Regions from separate parts of the Arachis hypogaea genome. Here region 1 is linked to region 2. The links are chromatin contacts, called in public Hi-C maps. All regions are on one chromosome and are shown on one strand. The core of a region is the stretch at or near the end of the contact, and the rest is flanking DNA. Distances in the headings are between cores, read along the strand shown.

What was found. Hi-C and Micro-C count contacts between places; a contact is called where the count stands out from the background.
Region 1: a Hi-C map of an unstated tissue shows a contact between it and region 2, with 4 times the contacts expected there. The contact joins the enhancer-like site here to the promoter of LOC112702381 in region 2. A contact is called at or near these places in 3 of 8 Hi-C or Micro-C datasets (leaf and an unstated tissue).

The regions. Positions count from the first base shown.
Region 1 is chr7:9,809,364-9,814,214 of arahy.Tifrunner.gnm2.J5K5, reverse strand. No RefSeq gene overlaps it. Among protein-coding and RNA genes, the nearest start is that of LOC112701100, 12 kb to the left of the region's middle. Within about 2 kb of position 1,429, at least 2 of the 3 cell types and tissues checked have open chromatin away from gene starts, as enhancers often do.
Region 2 is chr7:9,749,149-9,754,117 of arahy.Tifrunner.gnm2.J5K5, reverse strand. LOC112702381 reads right to left here and starts at 2,158. Exons shown (of 4, transcript XM_025753383.2): 1 at 1,575-2,158; 2 at 1,161-1,444. The coding sequence starts at 1,866.

The DNA of each region.
Region 1 (4,851 bases), core at 180-2,679, 61 kb before region 2:
AATAAAATAAAATTCTAAATATATTAGGATAAAGTATTTTTTTAGTTGCTAAAATTTGTTAAAAATTTTAAAAATATTCTTAAATTTTATTTTATTTTAATTTTTTTTAATTTTTTTTTTGTATCAAATATATCATTTAAAGCCAATTTTCAAAAAATTTAACATTAATTCAATAATAATTTGTAACAATAACCTTTAACACAAATAACATAACTGATTCTTAATTATCAAACATTGTTAAATTAGTCTTAAATTTTTTAAAAATTTAGCAATCAAAAATACATTTGATATAAATTAAAAACTTTTGAAATAAAAAAAAAACTTAAAAATTATTTTTAAAATGTTGGACAAATTTTAAAGACAAAAAAAATATGCTATCTATATATACACACTATGATCAGAGGTTTTAAGGAGTACTATTACTAAAAGTCTTCATTTCATTTTTTATTATTACATAAAGTAATTATTTTAACTTCACTAGTAGTAACATTTCTAAACACAAAATTCTCCAATATATATATATATATATAGGTCTTGCAATGTTATTTATTTTCATGAATTAAACTTTTTTTTTTGGTGTAATTTTCATGAATCAAACTATTTCGTGTTTCCTCACATTTTATGGCCTGGGGCTGATTTAGACACCTTGGTCCAAAGTGACTTTTCTCAAGAAAAAACAAGGGGAAAAGATGGGTTTGCCACAAAATTTGGACGGGCCATTCACAAATAAGGTCTGAATAATGAATAGGTCTGTAAAGCCCATATACACAATGCCAATCAGCCCCAAAAAGAATGCCAACTCCTAAAGAAAAAGGTTACATTTGATTTATATTTTTATTTTCTGTTTTTATTTTTAAAAGTTTGTGATAAAAAATAAAAATAGAATGTGAAAATAAAAAAAATGTTATTATTGTTTTTATTTTTTTCACAAAATTTTAAAAAAAATTAAAAATAAAAATACAAATCAATCAGACTTTAAGGATTTCATTATGATGTATTCATGTTGTTCACTATATAAATATAATATTTTCATGACAAAATATAAATAAAATAAAGTATTGGATCATACAATCAAATTCTTTCATATATAAATGATATTTATAATAACAAGCGTAAGACATGAATATTATGTGATCATTTGTAAGTTATAACTAGACCACCTTCAGTACATCATCAATTCTTTAAAAAAAAATGAGCACACACGCAAACAATAATTTACACATAAAAAAATATTATGTATATATAAAAAATTAATTATTATATATTTGTGTATAAATATATATAATATTAAATTTATTTTTAATATATATTTGTTGTGACCTGGCCCAAACTGATTGCGGGTCGACCCGACACGTAGGCCACCCGATCCGAACGGTCGGGTGCGAGCCGCTTAGCCACCGGTCCGGATACGCATCCCTGACAGCTCATCACTACGGCTGTATGAGGAAGTTTCGAGGAAGGTGGGTCTTCTTTGATCGGATCCACTTCTGACACAGTATATATAGAGAGGGTCTTATTCCTCTCCCAAGGTACGTTATACACCACTTTATTCCTTTTTCGTCTGCACATTCAACTGACTCGGAGTGTCTTTGCAGGTGACACCCCCTCCGCGTTAAGAGCTCGGGACGTCAGCTACTCCAACTCTATCCTCGTGGCCCGATTCCAGGCTATGCCCCATTTATCCATCTGAGGATCCCTCCGAACCGTTCGATATCCAAAATACCGAACAATATTTTATACGAATAGTTGATTTGCTGAGTGATTTTTTTATATATATCTTAACATTGTTTACACATACATAATGAGTTTAAATGTTCTAGATGGGAGTAAGGGAAAAACTAAAGAAATATGGATGCACATGCAAAAACGAAAAGATGGAGTTATCATGGCATGTCGTTAATTCCTACTTTTGTCACGTGTAGTGGTCTTATAGAGCACTAACCTCACAATTGTAGCAGCCATGTACACTATTTATTATAGCTAAGCAACAATATACGTCCATTTGGATCATGAAAAAGTTGATGTATCTAATTGGTTGCATTATTAAAGGTAAACCACTTTCCTAACCCATTATAGTGCTGTTGTCAATTGATCATCACAATCATGTACATTGTAGGCTGTAAAGAGTGTCACAAGAATGGGATCATACACAAACATTCATTAGCCTAAATAAATTACAAATTCATCTTCTTTTTTCTTTTTTCTTTTTTCTTTTTTCCAAATGTTTGATGTGGGGATTCTGTAAAAGCTGTTCCGTCCCATCATAATTAACACATGTTGATGTTGAAGTATGCATCTCTAAAAAATCAAGGAGAAATTTGCATTCTCTTTTGTTTATTACATACATAATAATAGATCATTAGCTTTGTAGTGATTCAAAACATGGTAATGAATAAATAATAAAATTAATTAGGGTATAGATGTCGGTGTTTGTATCTCGTCTGGTATATGCAGTACATTGGCTAATAATAAACATTTTAATGAAACTCAAATTCGCGATGGATTAATCATTAATAATATTTATGATTTTAAGTCTTTTATATTTCTTAGTTTTGCTCCAAAATCAAAATTTACAAACATATCTTTAAAGATATTTACTAAAATTAATTAGATAAAATGGTAGATTGAACCCTTATTATTAAACCAAAATTTAGAACTTTTAGTAAGCTAAACTCTTTTAAACACTTGTCAAGTGTTATGCTATTTTTTTTATTCACCCAAACGGTATGATATTCTCTAACCCGACAGGTTAAGAACTAATGGTTAAGAACTAATTCGTCGCATCTGAGCTCCATTTAAGGGTCTGCCGCTGGCCAACTTGCTGCATGCAGCAGGCGGAGTTTGAACTCCCAACATTTGTTTAAGCAGACAAATGAACTGTCGACCAACCCAAGTTGATTATCAAGTGTTATGCTATAAATTGACTTTTACCTACGAGACTATACTAACCCACAGCCAGTAAAATTAAATTAACAGCTTTCTTTTTATTTTCTTAGTGATCTTAAAATTCAAGAATTTCTGGAATTTCATCCCCAAAAATTGCAAAGGACATTCCAATAACAAGTGGACTAATAAATGGGTTCACTAACAAGAAAAAAATAATAATAATAAAAGGACAAAAGTGGGAATAGAAAAAAGCTTATCCCTGAATGGCTAAACCCTTTATTTTTCCAGGTGTATTTGTGTGCTCCTAATGATGATTAATACAATATGGTCCCATAATTAATCATTCCCAATGTCAAATCCAACTGTTACTAATCTACGTCATTAGTGTACTCATTTTTTTTCTTTGTGCACTACCCATGTCGCTGTCTTGTCATCGTAATTGCACGTGTGATGGCTCTACAATTCTTTTATTGGCTTCCATTATTATTGCTTTGCTTACTTTTTTTTTTAAGATAAGTATGGATTTCAAGAGCAGAAGGAGATTCAATTTATTTTTAGATTGTTTTCTTATTTATTTGCGAAATGCGACAGATAATTTTTTACATATCAATTATTAAAAATGAAGTTCCCACAGTAATTATTCAGAAAATTATAATTTAATTTTTATTTTTGATAACATCACTCTTTACATAATATTTTTTATATTATATATTTATATAAATTTATAAAAAATAAATAAAATTATCAAAATAAAAATGATATTATCATCTCTCTAATTATTCAGTTACTTATTAAAAGTCTTACATTATTTGAAGATAAAATGAAAATACTTTTCATAAGTAATAAGAAATTATTATTATCTCTTAAACTAACTTTAAAAATTTCTTAGGCTTTTGCCTTTTCTTTGGCTTCTGCTTGGTTTTTTTTGAAACAAAAATATATATTAAATTTTCAAATTGAGTTAGGATTATACAATTTTTATAACAATTATATTGCAATGAATTAAAAAAGTGCACGAGGAGACAATACAATTTTCCATTTTTTAATGAATTTAATGAAATTATAAAAGACATTATTATTGTATTTTGAAAAACAAAACAATTTAAAACTATTCATTTTTTCTAATAATAAATATAGTTTTATATTTGTCCAAACTTGTATTCTTATCTCTATTAAAAAAAAAAACTAAATTATTTATCCTTAGTCCAATAATAACTTGATGGTAAGGCATAAAATTTCTTAGATAAAGTAAATTAAGAATTCAGGATATAGTACTAAAAATAGGGAGAACTAAAAATAGTACTATATTTTGAGTTTTGACCAGGAAAAATATGTTTGACAAAATCTAAGAGAATGAACAAGCCTGTATATCTTTTGCATTATTTTGTGTGCCACATGCTAAGCCTTCTTTTATTACCAAATTTTTTAATCCATTCAAATCAATATACCAAAAAGAAAATTAGTTTCACACTTCTTTTACGCCACAACATTCCTTATAATAAAGATAGAATTTTACACTTCTTTTTTCATTTGAAAATTACTTGCCAAGAGAGAAAACTTGAAACAAAATCAAAGGTAACCAATAACATAAAAGCAATAAGATTATGAGCAAGGAATATTTGAACAATGAAAAATGAATCTTCTTTTGTAATATAAACAAAGATTCGTTCCATTCCAATTTCCAACAATATATGTTTTTTTTTTTCATTTTCACACATTTTTATACTTAATAAAATAGAATGTATATATTGATTGTGAGATTAAACTTATATTTATTTGAAAAAAAAATTTATTTTGTGAAAAAATTATATTATTTTTTGTAAAATATATTTATGTAACTAAATAAATGAAAATAAACAAAAAATTAAAGTAGAGATTGAAGTTGAACTGACCATTTAGTTATTTATTTATTGAGTAGAGATGCCAAAGAGCTAGAAGGTTGAATTCAAACTGGATAGTTGGTGA
Region 2 (4,969 bases), core at 909-3,408:
CTCGGATTTAGCGAGAGAAACCTAAGATTTAAGAATTATTGCTGATGGGCAGTTATGATATTCTGGTTATTGCTATGATGATGAGTTTCATGCTAAGAAAGAATTTGGATTCAACATCAAAAGAAGTGGAACATGATTTGCAAATATATTGGCACATGATCATAGATGCCTAAAATATTCATAAATTAACTATGGTCGGTTCTAGCCATAATTTTAGGGCGGTGCTATGCACGTTCCATAATTTTGTAACATGGAAAAATATCATGATTCACATGTGAGTTTGAGTGAGACTAGGTTTTACATTCCATGATTCAGTTATCATTTATTTAAGAACATGCATGTTTCTAGACACACCAAAAAAAAAAATGTTTAATAAATTATAGAAAATTTGATTATAAAAGGGCTAGGTTTGACCATCTGGAAGATTAAAATCAAATTGGTAAATGGTTTGACCAGGAGTCTAACATTTCCACTATGCCTACCCTTTGTAATTTCTCACCAGCACTATGTAGCTGAATTGAAAAGTTATTAATAGAGATATTTTGTTATTTGTTAAAGCTAAGCATAATATTGAATTTGAATTTTAGGGTTGAAGAATTCAAAGAAAACTTAATGGTGCACCACCACAAGCAAGCAAAAATTAAAAACATTGTTTTCTATTGGAATATACTCAACCACACCTATGGCACTAAGGTCATACAAGGAAGTTTCATTGGTGTTTTATTGTACCTAAGTGGGACCCCATAACCCATTTCCTCTTAAATTTGGTTTAAAAACGTGTGTATATTTCCGTTTTCAATGGGTAATGATATTTTCATGACTAATAAAAGAAGAGTTCAATTTTATCATTCTTTGATAATATAAAACAAATTACAAAATCATTGTCACTATATATATATATATATATATATAAGATGTTTATATCTTTCAGATTAATGGTACTTTTGTTGGTGTGATACTATATGATTAAATCCTTTAAATAGATATCAATTTGTTTTAAAACAACTAATTTCTTAGGGAGTTGCACTTAAACAACTAATGAGTTAAAAAATAGAAAAATACAAACACTTAATTGACTCATCCCTTTTCAAAATAACTTGTTTTTTAAGTAAATTGATTTTGATGCCAAATGGAATAGAAATTGAGGATGAAAGACTTACAGCTTCAATGTCAATTTTGTAGACCAAAAGCTTCCTTCTCTCTCTGCAACTTGTTCTGTATGCAACAACAACATGCCCCACAGCAAAAACATAAGAGCACACAAATAAAGCTATTTCGGAGCTTCTAACATAATAATACTCTTTTGTTGCTGCTGTTGTTCCACTCCCAAATATGTAAACAGCTTTCAATGACACAAACATCAAAGAAAACACCGAACACACCGTTGTTACACCCAAATATGGACCATTTGAAAGCCTTGGCCCATCACATAAGCTATAAACACCTGAAAAAAACAGGGGACAAAAACAGAGGAAAACAGAGCATAACATTAAGAAACAGAGGAAAACAGAGTATATATTTTTCTTTGCTTTTTGATTAAAAAACTATGGTATTTATGCATCATAATTACTTACAGAATATAACGAGAGATCGAGCGATGGATAGGAGGGGGATATCGACGAGGGAGTATCGAAAATCGTAATTCTGAAGATGAGAAAACAGAGTTGTTTTGATAGATGATGGCGGCGACAACAATGATGAAGAAGAAAAAACAGAGAGAAGAGCAGAGGGAAGCAGAGCATCGCCAATAACAAGAATGGTGGGAGCAGAGATGAGAAGCAATGACATAATCATTGTGATTAAAAAGAAAAGTGTCTTCACAACCCTCAATACCCTCTTTGATTTCTCTTCTTTTGAAAAACCCATCTCTTATGCTTCTTTCCAAGATTCTTCCAAAACTATGGGTTTCTTAGAGAAAATGAAGGAGTATATATATGTGTGTGTGTGAATTGAATTGAGATACAAAAACAAAAGGTTTACAATATATTTTAGGGAGAAAAGAATAGAGAGGAAGAAATGTGTTATTTTTTTGACCAATACTTGTCTACTATGTTGAGTGAAGACAAATAGATTAGAAGTTGGAACTTTATAACGCCCAACAAAGACTTCTAGATTTTTTTTAAATTTATTTTTTCAAGTCTTTCTTCATGTCTCTCTCTCTCTAATACAACGCAGAAGATTAGTATTTATGATTACTACAAATTTTACTATTTTAGGTACTATCTAGAAGAATCAGAATTGGTTATAAATGATTAAAACTGTTGAAAATTTTTGGATTCTCAACGCGGTGAAAAGACAAATTTATCTGGTTGTTAATTAGGTCAAACGTTACGGTAAACTCGGATTTAATAAAAAACTATACTTGTTATTAACTTATTATAAACATATATAGTGAACTTAAGTTGTTAAATTAAAACAATAATATTGATTAAATAAAGCCATTACACTTATAAGAGATTTCGCATTTCTTTTATCAAGTAATTTTGTTATTCAATATTACTTTATAATCACTTATTTAGTTTTTTTTTTTATAAATTTTCTTTCATTTCTTTAAACATGAGGTCATAATAAATTAGTGTCAAGAAAAAATCACTCTTCTTAGTATATAAAAATATAATATTATTTTAGAAACAATAAGAAATCAATTCAAATAGCTTAAATTTATCTTATTTAATATTTATTAATTATTATTAAAATAATTGAGTAATATAGTTATGAATATTATGTGTAGAAAATTTTAAATATTATATTATATAAGATAATTTTAGATATTATTTTTCTAATATTTCTGATAAAAAAATATTTTCTACCTAGTTAAACAAATATTGTTTAAGACGTGATTAGTTGATATTTGAATTATGGTTCAGTGTATGTGAACAAATAATTCTTTTCCATTAAACTCATTCCTCGTTGCAAGAATATATATGAACGGGTGATAACGACCAAATAATAATAGGTAAAAAAATCCTTTGATTAAATTCACTAATAACATAATTAAATCTTGGACTTACCGTCACAAATCTATATCTATATAATTATATATCTTTATGAAAATTCACTTGAACTTTATTTATTTATTTATTTATTTTTAAGTATGAGATTATTACAAATTAAGCATGCAATTTCGTCATTGCCTATGACATTAACCTAATTAAGAAGAGACTAATCTGAGTTGAAGGGTAAAGTGCAGCATGTGATGAGGTTATATGTAGAAACAAGAAAGTATCATATAATATAGTTACGGAGTTAAGTGATTGAGGTTCAAGAAAAGCGATGTTAATTACTCATTTACTCATATGTTTTATCATCAGAAATTTCTTAAGTCAAACATGCTTAATAATATTATGGTCAGCTCTGGCAGCCGGGACAATTTTTTGATTTGGTAAAGTCACAATTGTATCATGGATAGTTAGATACTGCGAGGGACACGCTGCCCCTAATTAATGTCTAATCACTAATAAGATTTTTTTTGTACGGATGAAAACTCGTATTCAGGTATTTTTGTATAAGTTGATATTTAAAAATTATTAGATAATTTAATAAATTTAGTTAAATTATCATCTAATATTTTTTAATTATAAATTTTATATAAATACAACTGCATCTAAATATTTACTTTTTGTGTTAGGCACAAGTTTATCATTTTTGTTATATTTTAGAATTTATCTATCTTATACTTTAACATTATGTTTGGTTCAAAGGAATATGGAGAGAAAAAATGTAAAAAATAAAAAAATAAGTTTTTTTTTTAATTGGATGAGAAGAAAAATTGGGTGAAAGAGAAAAAAAAAATAATGTAAAATCCATGTCAAAATTTTTTAAACCATGCAAAGAAAATTGATAAAAAAAAATTAGCAAATTATAAATTTATTCTTTGTATAATATAAAAAATATAATACAACGTACCAAAAAAATTAATTTTTTCTTTTCTTTTTTTTTTTCTTTTCTTTTATTTTCTTTTATTTTCTTTCTTCTTATTTTTCTTCTTACATTCAAATAATACCTAAGACATATGTTAAATTATAAATTGAAATTTTTATTATTAAAAATACAAAAAATAGCTAATTGATTTAGGCGTTTTCATTTTTATTTTCGATGAAAATGAAAATAAAGTATGAAAACATGATTGATTTAACATTAAAATGGAATATTAAGTAGTATGAGATTTGAGTTTTATTTTTTTTGGGTATAGTCAGCTATTTTTTATTTCAAGCTACTTTTTATCTTTAATGTTTTTTTTGTATTTTTCTATAATTTTGTGATGATATATTTTTTATTTTATGAGAATATGATAATATTTTTTACTAGCATATTATTTATTTTTTGGTTGTTATATGTTTTTGTGTTTTTCATTTAATTTGAAAAAAAGAATATTAATAAAATTGACAAGGGGTATAAAGACTAATATAAAAATTTATTTATACTCTTATTTAATATAATCTCTTTTTTTTTTTGGTACTCCCATCTCTAAAGTTAAATTTACGTGTACTCTCATTTTGTATACTTTATTTATTTTATATTTATAACTTATATTTATTTTTTAATATTAATATAATTTATTTTGCATTTAAAAATATTAATTTTAAATACATTTTATTGTAAAATAATTCTTTTACATTGTGTTTTTAAATGCCATAATCGTATCTTATTTAACAAAATAAATAAAATAATTTGTGCGGGTATGGCCGTTCAAGAATTTACTGTTCAGGAGAGTTTGTCGTTTAGGGGAGTTCGCCGGTCGGAAGTTCAGTGGAGTTCCATTTATTATAAGTACTTCACCGTTTATATAAAAAATATGTTTAGTTAGTTTGTTTTTAAAATATATTTCTAATTATTTTAGATTTTAAAATTATATTTTTATTTAAATATAACAAATTATTTTATTTATTTTGTTAATAAAATACGATTATGGCATTTAAAAACACGATGTAAAAAAATTATTTTACAATAAAAAATATTTAAAATTAAT